Regions from separate parts of the Mus musculus genome. Here region 1 is linked to region 2. A link is a contact called in public promoter capture Hi-C data. All regions are on one chromosome and are shown on one strand. Each heading gives the region's core, a stretch centred on a gene start, on an enhancer-like site or on the middle of the called end of the contact. The rest is flanking DNA. Distances are from core to core; before and after follow the strand shown.

What was found. Promoter capture Hi-C pulls out the DNA fragments that hold promoters and counts their contacts.
Region 1: a promoter capture Hi-C map of the HPC-7 cell line shows a contact between it and region 2. The contact joins the promoter of Popdc2 here to the enhancer-like site in region 2. A contact is called at or near these places in 13 of 39 promoter capture datasets (the 3T3-L1 cell line, the C10 cell line, the HPC-7 cell line and 8 more), 1 of 15 datasets of contacts at CTCF or cohesin (CD8 T cells), 7 of 484 Hi-C or Micro-C datasets (bone marrow-derived dendritic cells, centroblasts, effector CD8 T cells and 4 more), 6 of 115 datasets of contacts at active chromatin or transcription factors (CD8 T cells, the HPC-7 cell line, effector CD8 T cells and 1 more) and 3 of 9 other capture datasets (adipose tissue, liver and pancreatic islet).

Annotation. Positions count from the first base shown.
Region 1 is chr16:38,357,559-38,363,586 of GRCm38.p6, forward strand. Popdc2 (popeye domain containing 2) reads left to right here and starts at 4,632. Exons shown (of 4, transcript NM_001081984.2): 1 at 4,632-5,589. The coding sequence starts at 5,099.
Region 2 is chr16:38,413,719-38,419,406 of GRCm38.p6, forward strand. Pla1a (phospholipase A1 member A) reads right to left here. Exons shown (of 11, transcript NM_134102.4): 2 at 3,342-3,543; 3 at 1,600-1,777; 4 at 1,051-1,159. Among named protein-coding and RNA genes, the nearest start is that of Pla1a, 17 kb to the right of the region's middle. Within about 2 kb of position 4,038, at least 4 of the 459 cell types and tissues checked have an H3K27ac peak or open chromatin away from gene starts, as enhancers often do. A contact at or near this core is called in the HPC-7 cell line, where this site is marked.

The sequences.
Region 1 (6,028 bases), core at 3,382-5,881, 56 kb before region 2:
AGAGGCCCAGTTTGGAAAAAAAAAGGGGGTGGGGGAAGCAATACACTATTGACCTCTAGCCTCAACATGCATCCACATAAATGAATATATTACACACACACACACACCCCACCTGAGTGTAATGGCACACACCTTAAAATTTTTTCCATATGATATGTTTTGATCATAAACTTTTTTCCTCCCCAACACCTCTCTTATCCTCACTCACTTTCCTATTCTTTCTCTCTCTAAAAACAACAACAAAAATCAACAAAGATATCACATCTGGGGGAAGAAACCATCTCTTCTACCCGTCTTGAACAAGAAAGTACACACGTGGTTTCACTGGTCTGAGAAGAGAACACGCTGTGACAATCCACACACACAAAACATGGAGTCTGATTTGTGTTGGCCAACAAATCCTGATCACAAGGCCTGCCTACTCTAGAGTATGGTTGATATACCCAGTGTCACTTCATTGAAGAAAACTGACTTCCCTTCTCCTGGCAGCTATCAGTCCGGTTTCCCAGACACAGCAGAGCCAATGCACATACGAACTCAGACTGACAGCAAGCACAAGACCTGCACAAGTTCAAGCCAACCCACATCCCACCTCTAAGAAGGCGCATTGCTTGAATCCCAGCACTCGGGGCAGAGGCAAGTGGATCTCTATAAGTTCAAAGCTAGTCTGTTCTACATAGTGAGTTCCAAGCCAGCCAGTGCCCAGTGCTACAGTGAGATACTGTCTTTTAAAAAATGTAAAAATGTAAAACTCATTGTAGTTTCATCTTAAGTTTTGTGAGTTCAACGGCAAGCATAGAAAACCCCCCATAAGGGAAAGTGAGCACAATTGTGAGAGTCCAAGTTGAAGCAACAATTGTACCTGGTACCTGGTGCCATCCAGCAGGTGGATTGTCACAGCGTGTTCTCTTCTCAGACCAGTGAAACCACGTGTGTACTTTCTTGTTCAAGACGGGTAGAAGAGATGGTTTCTTCCCCCAGATATGATATCTTCAACTCCCCCTTTTCAGTATGACTGAGCAGTACTGCTATGTGTCTTTTTACAAAGACAATGGTTGTCAGTACACCTAAGGCTAAATGGTGTGAGCAGGGCTTGCACCTTCCATGTCCTGTCAGATCTTTGGACAAAACTGAAATCCTGTTTCACAGGAGGAAAGGGTAAATGGATATTGAGTAAGGAACCAGTGTTCCATATCACCCTAACCATCCTGAATGGTCACATAGAGTGCATAAGATCGATTCGTCCTAGAGTTAAGAAAAAATTGAAGAGTCAAAGAGAAAGTTGAAGAGTCAAAGAGAAAATTGGGTAGAGGATGAGAAATCGGCGCCTGGATTTGTAGAATCTGACGGTCAGCAAGAGTTCAGGAAGCTGTTTCCTGAAGAAGAGTCTGTAGAACAGTAGTTTCGGCCCCCTCCCCAGCCCCCATGGGTCCCAAACCTTTTGGGGGTCAAATGACCCTTTCATAAGGATCATCCAAGACCATCAGAAAACACAGAGATTTACACTGTGATTCATAACAGTAGCAAAATTACAGTTACAAAGTAGCAACAGAATAATGTTATGCTTCCGGGTCACTCCAGCATATGGTGTCTAGTAAAGGGTCAGAGTGTTAGGAAGATTGAGAAGCACTGCTGGAGAGGATCTCAGTCAGGACATGGTCAGCTCCAAGGAGCAGAGCAGCCAATTCCAGGCCATAAGCAACACAGGTATGTCCCTCACTCTCCAGCCTGGGGTTAGGATCAGGAGGTTTCACCTCTGTGACCGTGGCCAAGTCAGACTTTGAACAACTTAAACTGCTGCGGTTTGTCTTTGTCCTTCTCATCCTTAGGCATGTTGTCTCCTGACTGTGGAACCTGCAAGTGTTACATTGTTGTACAGTTGTATGAAAGGTCACAGGCTACCTTGTTACCAATGTGCATACCTTCTGTTCTGGGCTTGCCCACATATCTGTACCCTATTTTTGGCATGCCCAGCTGCAGAGCACCTGAGCAGATTTTAGACCTCCTTAAATAATCCTCTCCCCCTCTGCTTTTTTATTTTTCTCCTTCTTCTTAGAGTCCCCATCAGAGACTTTCCTTTGCCCCTCTAGTCATCTCTTACGAGATTTCTGGGTTTTTCCAGGTTAGTCTTCCCTCTAGATTAAAAACTTCCCTGAAGGGGATTGTTTTTTTTTTTTTTTCTATTTCATCTTTGTCTTTTGTTACTACCTCACAGCTCTCTAAATACATGCTTATTGGCTTAAATCACCAAAGGCCTTACTTCTGGCTTTTTCCACTGTGTGTACACTTTCATGTCTGTGGGTTTCCTCAAAAGGACATTACTATCTTAATACATACAATATATTTATTCTCTTATCTCTGTCAACTGACTTTTTAAATAAAAAGACATAATTTCCTGTTATTGTAGTCTGCCGATCTATAGACATCAATCTCACACTGAGACCCACAACATAGTTAGGTCCTCTGTTATAATGCCAAACACCTGGTAGGATGGTGTAGTGGAAAATTACAGTGAGACTCGTGCTGATAGGGCTTTAATCACCACTCACATATTGACTCTGTAAGTTTAGACAAGTTCCTTAGCTTCGCTAAGCCTTTTTCTTCTATTTAAAAATGGGAGTGTGGGGGTAATACAATAAGACCCTGTCCAAAAATCAGATGATAGAATAATATGTTATTTTGTTAGCATTAGAAAATGGTAGCTGTTTGGTAAATGTTAGTCCTCCCTGCTCAGTTCGTCTCAGGTGGAAGGACAGGGACAGTGGAGAAGGGAGCAAGGGTTAGTTAACCTGCCTGTCTCTTTAAAGGGCCAGGGCCAAGCCTATGGGCTGTCTTGCTGACGAAATTCTATCTTGGAGCCTTGGTTGCTTCTTTGTGCCTGCCCATTGACAGCTGGCAGGGACTCCAACCCCAGCAGGGAGCCCCCCCCCCTTGCCTGAAGCACAAACAGCTGCTACTAGCTAAAGTTGGTTAGGAATCAGGCAGATGACAAAAAGAGGCATATGGAAATCCCCCACCTCCAGTGAACACGTGATGTCACAGTCACACCTGTAACCCCAGCACTTGGGAGGCCAGGCAGGAGGATTCCCAAGAATTCCAGGACAGCCTGGACTGCCTAGTGAGTTCCAGGTGAGCCTGGGCTGAAGTGACACCCAGGCAATCAGTCAGTCAGAAAGACACCCAAAGCCTGCTGAGAGAGTCCCGTGGTGCGTTGTTCTCCAAATGCCCCAGCCCTTTCTGTACCAATCTCCAGAGACCGGGAGCTATGAAGCCATCTGCAGATCAATCGATTGCAATTAAAATTTTAAAATGTCTTTCTTTAGCATGGCAAGAACTTTCTGACTTCTGTAACTATGCTTCTCCTCTCGCCATGAGAGAGTCTGCTCTCCCTTCCACCTCACCCCTCAGCTCTGCCCATGTCACCCTTCTTCCTGGGTCACACCGTTCTTTGAACTTAATTTGATAACTTGTTGCAGGCATCGAGTTGCCATTGTTGTTTGTAGTCTCTCCCTTATAAAGTGACACTCAGGTGACGGTGTACACTTGAGTGTTGAGATGGAAGCTTTAGCTTCTGATTTCTCCTTAGTGTTATTCAGGTCAGTGAGTCTCCATGGAGTTAGGATTTGGATAGTTCTAGGCAGCTGAGCACTAGCCTAAAGCCTTGGAACAACAGGGCGAAGATGCTCCCGACCCCCAAGAGCAGGGATGGAGACTCAGCAAGTCCTCCAGAAGCCAGCAAGTCAGGTCTCTTGGCTTTCATGTTTGCACAGTCCACATTTACTTCCTGGCCGTCCAGAGTTGATCCTCCACGTTCATTTAGATGTTCCTTGAAAGTCATCAGACATCTTAGGATTGCGGAGTCATGGGTCTAGTTCAGCGTTTCTGCTTACTGTGAACCCACTTAAAACAGGAGTATTTCGTTTGACCGTCTCAGGTTCAAATCCTGGCTTTGCTGCCTACTCCGTGTTGGAACACGTTACTTCTTGGAGGCTCCATTTTCCTCAACTCTAGGAGAATAGGAATGTGTATATACACTGCTCAGTGAAGGTGGAGTGCCAAAGGAGTATTTATTTCTTAGGCAGTCATTCTAACTTGAGGTTATTGGTGTGTAGATGGGATAGTGACTTACGTCCTGTGTTACTATTACTCTGGGCAGATATTTGCAGAGGAGTGTCAACTTAGAGCTGAGGGGGGCTGCTTTACACAGCTGCTTTTGTTGATCGAAAGTCAAATTACAGCACAGTGATGTTTGCTGAGTGTCTTAAACCTTTCACGGGGCTTTTCTGTTCTCCCTGCCAGTACTGTTTCTGTTAGTAGTCCCAGGTATTCCCGCTCTCAATGGCCTTCCTACCTCCCATAAATCCCCAAATCCTCCAGACAGGACATCAGCGCTGTGTCCCGTCCACTCCATGGACCTCAATTCCCTGCTTGCTTTCCCTTTGACCCTCCCTGCCTGCCTCTGTTGACCCTGGGTCTTATCTTGTCCTCTGGAGGTATGCTAAGTGCCCTGCCAGCCTGGCCTGTTTTCTTTCACTGCCAGCACCTCCTGGATTCCAATTCCAAACATGGTATCCCTCTGGGGTCACCCTTTCTTCCGGCGCCAAGAGATCATGCATTCCAAATGGAACACAAGTGTGCTTCCCCTGCTGGCTCTCCACTCCGCGTTCTGCCTGGGAACGACAGAGAGCAGAATGTGGCTGCTTCGTCCCGTGTTGCTGAAGTTCATGGTGTCGAGTTCCTACTTCCTCTCAGGACAATGTATGCTGTTTGCTAAGGACTAAATATGAAGACCAGCCTAAGAAAGCCGGAGCCAAAGAGGTTTACCAGAGCACTGCGGGAGGGACAAGAGCTTCGCTGAGAGAGAGAGAAAGAGAGGAACGAGGAAAAGAAAAATCCCAAACAACAAACTTAGGCTTTCAAGCTTCCATGAAGTGTACTATGCTCCTGCGTTCTTTCTCAGAGCCACCGGAAGCATTCCTGCCAGCAAGGTTGCATTGGTAGTGAGAAGCCACCTGGGAGGACAAACTGACTGATTTTCCCCTCAGTTTCCTTTGTGGAGACCGTTTTGGAGCCTGCAAAGGCCTCGAGGGCCCCAAAGATGAGTGCCAATGGCAGCTCGGTGGCTCAGCTCCTCTGGCAGCCGCCCGTGTGCAGGAGCTGGAAACCGGATGTAGAAGGAGCTGTCTATCACCTGGCCAACTGTTTCTTGCTTATGGGCTTTATGGCAGGCAGTGGAGTGTATGGATGCTTCTATCTTTTCGGCATCCTGGGCCCAGGCTACCTCTGCTGCGTGCTGTGGGGCTGGTTTGATGCTTGTGGACTAGACATCGTCCTTTGGAACGTCCTCCTGACAGTGGCTTGCCTGCTTCAGCTGGCACAGCTGGTCTATCGTGTCCGGGTGAATACCCTCCCGGAGGAATTCAATCTCCTCTACAGGACACTGTGCCTGCCCCTGCAGGTGCCCCTGCAGGTCTACAAGGAGATTGTCCACTGCTGCCATGAGCAGGTCTTGACGCTGGCCACAGAGCAGACCTACGCTGTGGAGGGGGAGACCCCCATCAATCGCCTGTCCCTGCTCCTCTCAGGCCGGTAAGCTGTCTGTGTTGTCCATGCCTGGAATTCCCCGCCTCCCACCCCCCACCTACACTTCCTGTTCCCTAGTGTCCCTTTCCATTTTGTGTCCCCTTTCATCAAGGGACGGATGTGGAAAGTCAAACCCAGAAAGACTTTTTTCCATAGGAGTGAGTTTGCTTCCTTTTTCTTGACACTTTCCAAGAGGAAGCTAGATCATGAGGCAATTTCTCCGCTATCCAAGGTGACTGTATTTACTTGTCACCGGAAGGGCTGATAAGGCCAGACAGACCCAAAATGGATACACACACACACACACACCAATGTGGGATGCCTAAAGTGTAGAACCTCTGTGAGCATTAGAAAAATGACCATTTCAGTAAGATCAATTTGTTCCTTCCATATGCATTTAACATTTGTGAAGCACCCACTATGTGCAGGAAATAAAACAAACAAA
Region 2 (5,688 bases), core at 2,788-5,287:
ATAGTCTCAGTAATGCAAAGTTTTTGCTTTGGTAGTTCTGGTATCTTGTTAATCACAGCTGATTCTTCACCCCAGCTAACCAGAACTACAGAATCTTCACATTCAAAACAGCAATGGCCCTGAAAAGAGTCTTTAATTTTCCCTCTGAAATTTCACAAACCAGACCTCCATCTTCTGCAGTGTTCTCAACATTATCTTCCAAGCTCCTACACAACATCTGACAGAGCTCTTAACAACGGATGGATCTTCAAGCCCAAAGTTCCAAAGTCCTTCCACAGTCCTCCCCAAAACATGGTCAGATTGTCACAGGAATACCCCACTCTGCTGGTACCAATTTGTCTTAGTCAGGGTTTCTATTCCTGCACAAACATCATGACCAAGAAGCAAGTTGGGGAGGAAAGGGTTTATTTGGCTTACACTTCCATGCTGCTGTTCATCACCAAAGGAAGTCAGGACTGGAACTCAAGCAGGTCAGGGAGCAGGAGCTGATGCAGAGGCCATGGAGGGATGTTCTTTACTGGCTTGCCTCACCTGGCTTGCTCAGCCTGCTCTCTTATAAAACCCAAGACTACCAGCCCAGAGATGGTCCCACCCACAAGGGGCCTTTCCCCCTTGATCACTAATTGAGAAAATGCCTTACAGTTGGATCTCATGGAGGCATTTCCTCAACTGAAGCTCCTTTCTCTGTGATAACTCCAGCTGTGTCAAGTTGACACAAAACTAGCCAGTACACCAGGCAACCCCCACCCTTACTGACTGAGACAGAAGACTAAAACATGACCCCTGTCTTTGCAGCTATTTAACACACTGGGGGTGATTTCCACACCAAATCCCAATCACAGCTCATTATAGTAGAAATGTGTGTCCTGAGGTTTGGAAACAAATACACGGGCTCTTATCTCAGACACTGGAGATGGCAGAGGAATGACACTATTTTATGCAAACAATGGATCATTTTATGACTCAGTCATAAGGATGTGGAGTCTCTGGAGCAATATCTCTCTCTGTCTCTAATCACTGAGAGGAAACATAGAGAGGTATCTTTTTTACCTGTGATCTGTCCCAACTGGCCTTTGTAGAAATGTCCCACCATGCCTCCAACATGAGCCCCCAGACTGACACCAATGATGTGGATTGAGGACTCTGACACGCCCAGCTCCTGGAATAGACAATAGATTCCACTAGGGTCACAGTGGCTTTCTTGAGACTTCTAAAAACCAAAGGCCTTGGGCACTGCACACCTACCCACATGCTTCAGATCAAGGGCAGGCCTCCCATCCATCACTGTTTTTCTTTTTGAGCTCTGCAACTTTTTGAGCTCTGCCCCCCCTCCCGCCCCCGCCCAGTTCCCTTACATCAGATTATTCAATGATTACATCATTCCTTAGGAAGATTACTAAATTATGCACAGTCAGCATTCCTTATTTTTGTGCAATACCATGTCTTGTGACTTGGGGGCCCCTCGGAGGTTCAGTGCCTCTCAGCTCCCTAAGAATCCGGCTCTGCTTGTGCCCTGGATCCCAAGGGCAAATCGTTTTATGTCAGGCTGCCCTTTTCTGTACACATGGCCAAAACGAACCCAAACCTTCCAGAACCTACCAAAAGTTTGCTGAGGAAACGGGAGATCTCCAGGCTCAGCTTGACCACATTCTCCACTGCTGAGTAGTACACGCCCGTAGAACCATAAACCCAGTCCACCGCGATTACATTAGCATCCGCAGCCCGCAGGACAGCGCTGATAAACTTGTCGATCCAAGAAGGCTTTGTTCCGAGCGCCCTATTCATGAATCAAAATACAGGGGAGGAAAATGACTTGCCAAACTGATAGCAATTGATAGAAACCTCAGTTAGTCCCTAAGCCGGAGAAGTCAAAACTAAGGACAGCCAGTCATACAGTGCCTTGAGGAGAGAGAGGAACATCCTTCCAGATGTGGAACCAGCACACGTGGAGCTTTCCAGCATCCGCACATGTAAATTATCTGAAAGGGCCTCTCGTTGCATGTACAACTCACAACACATAGCAGATTCCAGCCACACCTACCTTCACACTGCCTCTTTGTGCAAAGCTCTGCAGGCTGTCTGCATGCTCTGTCTCTATGCTGTTTGAGAGACAACTCTGTTCCTTAGAGTTAAAAATACATGGCCTTCATTCTCATTTTAAAGTATAGGTTCTGCCCTTGAGGAGGTTTTTATTCATATGCCCTTTTATTCATTCACAACACAGTTTACCGAGTACCTCTGGGCCTAAGGGGTAGGCTGGGTGATTTCCAAGATGTAAAGTCCTTCTAGAGCCTACGGTATGATACTTTTCTAGGAAGATAATGATGGAAATTTTCCAGGAAGCTTTCTTAACAGTGTGGAAAGACCTTCTAGCTCCCTGTCGTGGGACAGTGCGAGCATGCTAACAAGGAGACAGGAGGACAGACTAGGCATTTGCTCTGGAAAGTGGTTTAATAGAAGGGCTGCCTGATGAACACTCTGGCTCCATCAGCTTTCCCTGGGCTGGAGGTACACACTCTGCCTGGGATAGTGGCTGAATATAAGACTTGCTAGAGAAAGGTGTTGGGAAAAAGAATAAAGAAAGTCAATTAAGGGAACATGTGACTGGGCCTCTGGAGCAGAAAGGGGCCAGATGTGAAGTTGTGGGGGCACCTCTCCAATTGGTACCCCAATTCTATATGCCCTCCAGTCACTCTGGCCCTCTATTCTCAAAAACTTTTTCTATTTTCGGCCTTGTCAGTGGGCTTTTGGGGAAAAAGATGTTTGAAGGAAAGGGTAGTGATTGAGTTGTGGTAGGGTATCAGAAATCACAGAGCTGTCCGGCTTCTGAGAAATGCTAACCTCTGGGTAAGATGGAGGTAGCATCATAAACAAAAATTTCTCAAGTCGTTAAATCATGGGGAAAAAAAAATGAAGGAAAAAAAGAGGAAATAAAACCCTGGGCAAAAAAGTACCTGTTGTTATCCCCATGTGTCTGCGTAAAACCTGTGACCTCATTGTCCCAAATGAATCATGCTGTACAGCCACACTCTGGGGATAACAGTACGGTAGGTACAGGTTTTTGCCCAAGAACCTATAAGCCTATCCCTCCACCTTCCATTTTAATCCAGATATGGAAACTGGAGTGGCTTGTCCAGGGTCATAAAGACAGGGCAGAGGCTTACTGTCTGTGCCAGGAAGAGTGAGGAACGGCATGTGCAGGGTTTCCATGAGGCTCCTTCAAGGACAAGAGCAGTGATGGGCAGTAAACCCGTGCCTCTTCATCTCCCCGTCATCTCCCCACGCACTATGGTCTCTCTGGGTCTTAGCTGAGAAGATCCTACGGGTTGCTTAGCTCTCACCTGAATCCATGAATAATTACTTTGGTTCCCAGACTGGCATTGAACTCAGAGCTCCGGATGTCACTGCCTTCTTCTACTAGCTGCCCACAGCTGGGGTCCGAGGGGGTAAAGAGGAGAAACTGCACCTTGAGGTTGGTGCCTCGGAGGAGGTTGGCACTCTGAAAGTCCGTGCACTTGGGTTGGGTGGTAGGGGGTACGTTCCCTGGAGGAAACAACACAAGACAAGAATATTCAGTATGAGGTCAACATCTTTTAGAAGGATGATGTCCTGGAAGGGATAAATGAGCAGGAGCTGTAAGCCTGGGATGTGGTGCAAGTCAGCCAGCTCAGCGATTAATCACTTATTTGTAAAAAGTTGCATCAGTTCTGTAAGCCGAAATCTGTGCTTAATTTTCATGCCTAACAATGAAATACCAGAGAAGAATAGGAATATTGTTCAGATCAAGAAAGTTAAAGACCATGGTGAAAATGGCTGTTGTGGGGCCGAGTGAAGTTACCCCATATTCTTGTCAACTCGACTGGATTTGGAACCTCCTAGGAGACATGTTTTCTCGGTGTGACTGAACTGAAGGTGTTTTCAGAGAGGCTTTGCTGAGGAGGAAGGAACCAGGCCAAATGTGGGTAACACCATCCCACAGACCAGCATCCTGGACCAACTAATGAGGGGAAACAGGGAAAGCCAGATGAGCACCACTGTTCACCTCGCTCTACTTCCTGACTGGATGCAATGTGACCACAGCCACCATGTGACTGCACCTAATGTCCCACTGCTGTGCCTTCCCATCACAATGCATCGCATCACTTTTAAGCCCTATTAAGTCATATTCTCACAGTGATGAGAAAAGTAGCTAAGACATGCCTCTCCCCCAACGTTGTACACTTCAAAGTCCTATTTGCCCATGCCTTTTTACAATGATAGTTAAATTACAATGAGACTTTAATACAGTGTGATTGGTGTCCTTATGAAAGGAGAAATTTTGACAGAAACAGAAGAAAGGTGAGGCAAACTGGCACAAGAAGAAATCAAAGGGAGAAGACTGGGGCCAAGTCCCTCATGAACCTCAGAAGAAACCTACCCTGTCTGACACTGTGAGAAGTCTTCACAAACCACACCTACTTAAAGCATTTTTCAGTATACTCCTTAGGTAAAATATACTCCAATGTTCCGGATATTTTTAGCCAAAACCAAAGGACTTTTGACAGCATCAAAGAGAAAAGACGCAACCTAAAATTCTTCCCTTCCTCAAGGGAGCATACGGCTCATATCATTTGAGCTTGTATCCCTGAGTCTACCTCAGTGATGAGGAGCTGTGGTCCCTAGCTCCCAAAACTTCTCACAGGGACAGACTGGAGTAGGGACAAGATGCATTCTGACCCAACACATGGCACTGTGGCAGTCTCCCAGAATGACTGCCATGAAGCAAAGATCACAGACATGTCTTTATGGAGACCCTTTCTCTAATGATGACAGCACCTTTAGATTCTATCTTGGCTATATGCTATCAGAAGTAACTGTGACATACACACATAGCACAAGTGTGGACCTAGGATGCCCTGGGGTGTGGAACTATTTTAGTGGATCTTAGGAACCCGACCATAGAGAATCTTCCACATAGCATCACCATATTGATGAGTCTGAGCCCCAGCCTCTGATGTAGTTCTTCCAGATAGCCTTGTTCTTGACGCTCCTGGGACCAAGCCCATTCTCAGTACAGCAACCTTGTCGATCTACACTTTTCTCTCCCACAGTATCTCCTACTGTGGGAGAGAAAGATGTCTGTCTATTCTACTTCATTTGCCTTTCATAGCCTTTGCCATTGATTAATTTTCTTTTTAAAAAACACTTCCTTTCCACATGCCATTTTGTTTTTATTAGTACTGAAGATTGGCCTTAGGGAGTGAAGTAGTCTACTACTGAGCTAGAGCCCCAGCCCTAATATTTTTTAAAGATAGGATCTTCTACCAGGATTCCACATTAGCCTCAAACCCATGAGTTTGCTGCGTCTGCTTCCTGAATACTAGGATAAAGATGTGTGTCACTACATTTGGCAGAACTAAATCCTCTCAAATAAGCATAACATGTCCCCTCAGTGAGTGCTGTGGCTTAAGTATAACTTGAGTATAATCCCCTCCAAATCTATTATGACCCCAATATGGCAGTATTGAGAGGCACAATGGGCCTTTAAGAAATGGAGCCCACCCATGTGTGGTAGCACACGCATTTAATTCCACCCCTTAGGAAGCAGACAGAGGATTATGATCTTGGGGCCAGCCTGAGCTAAATAATAAAACCCTAGTTCAAGAAACAAAGGACTGGGAAGGTAACTCAGTGGTGGGGGACTTGTAA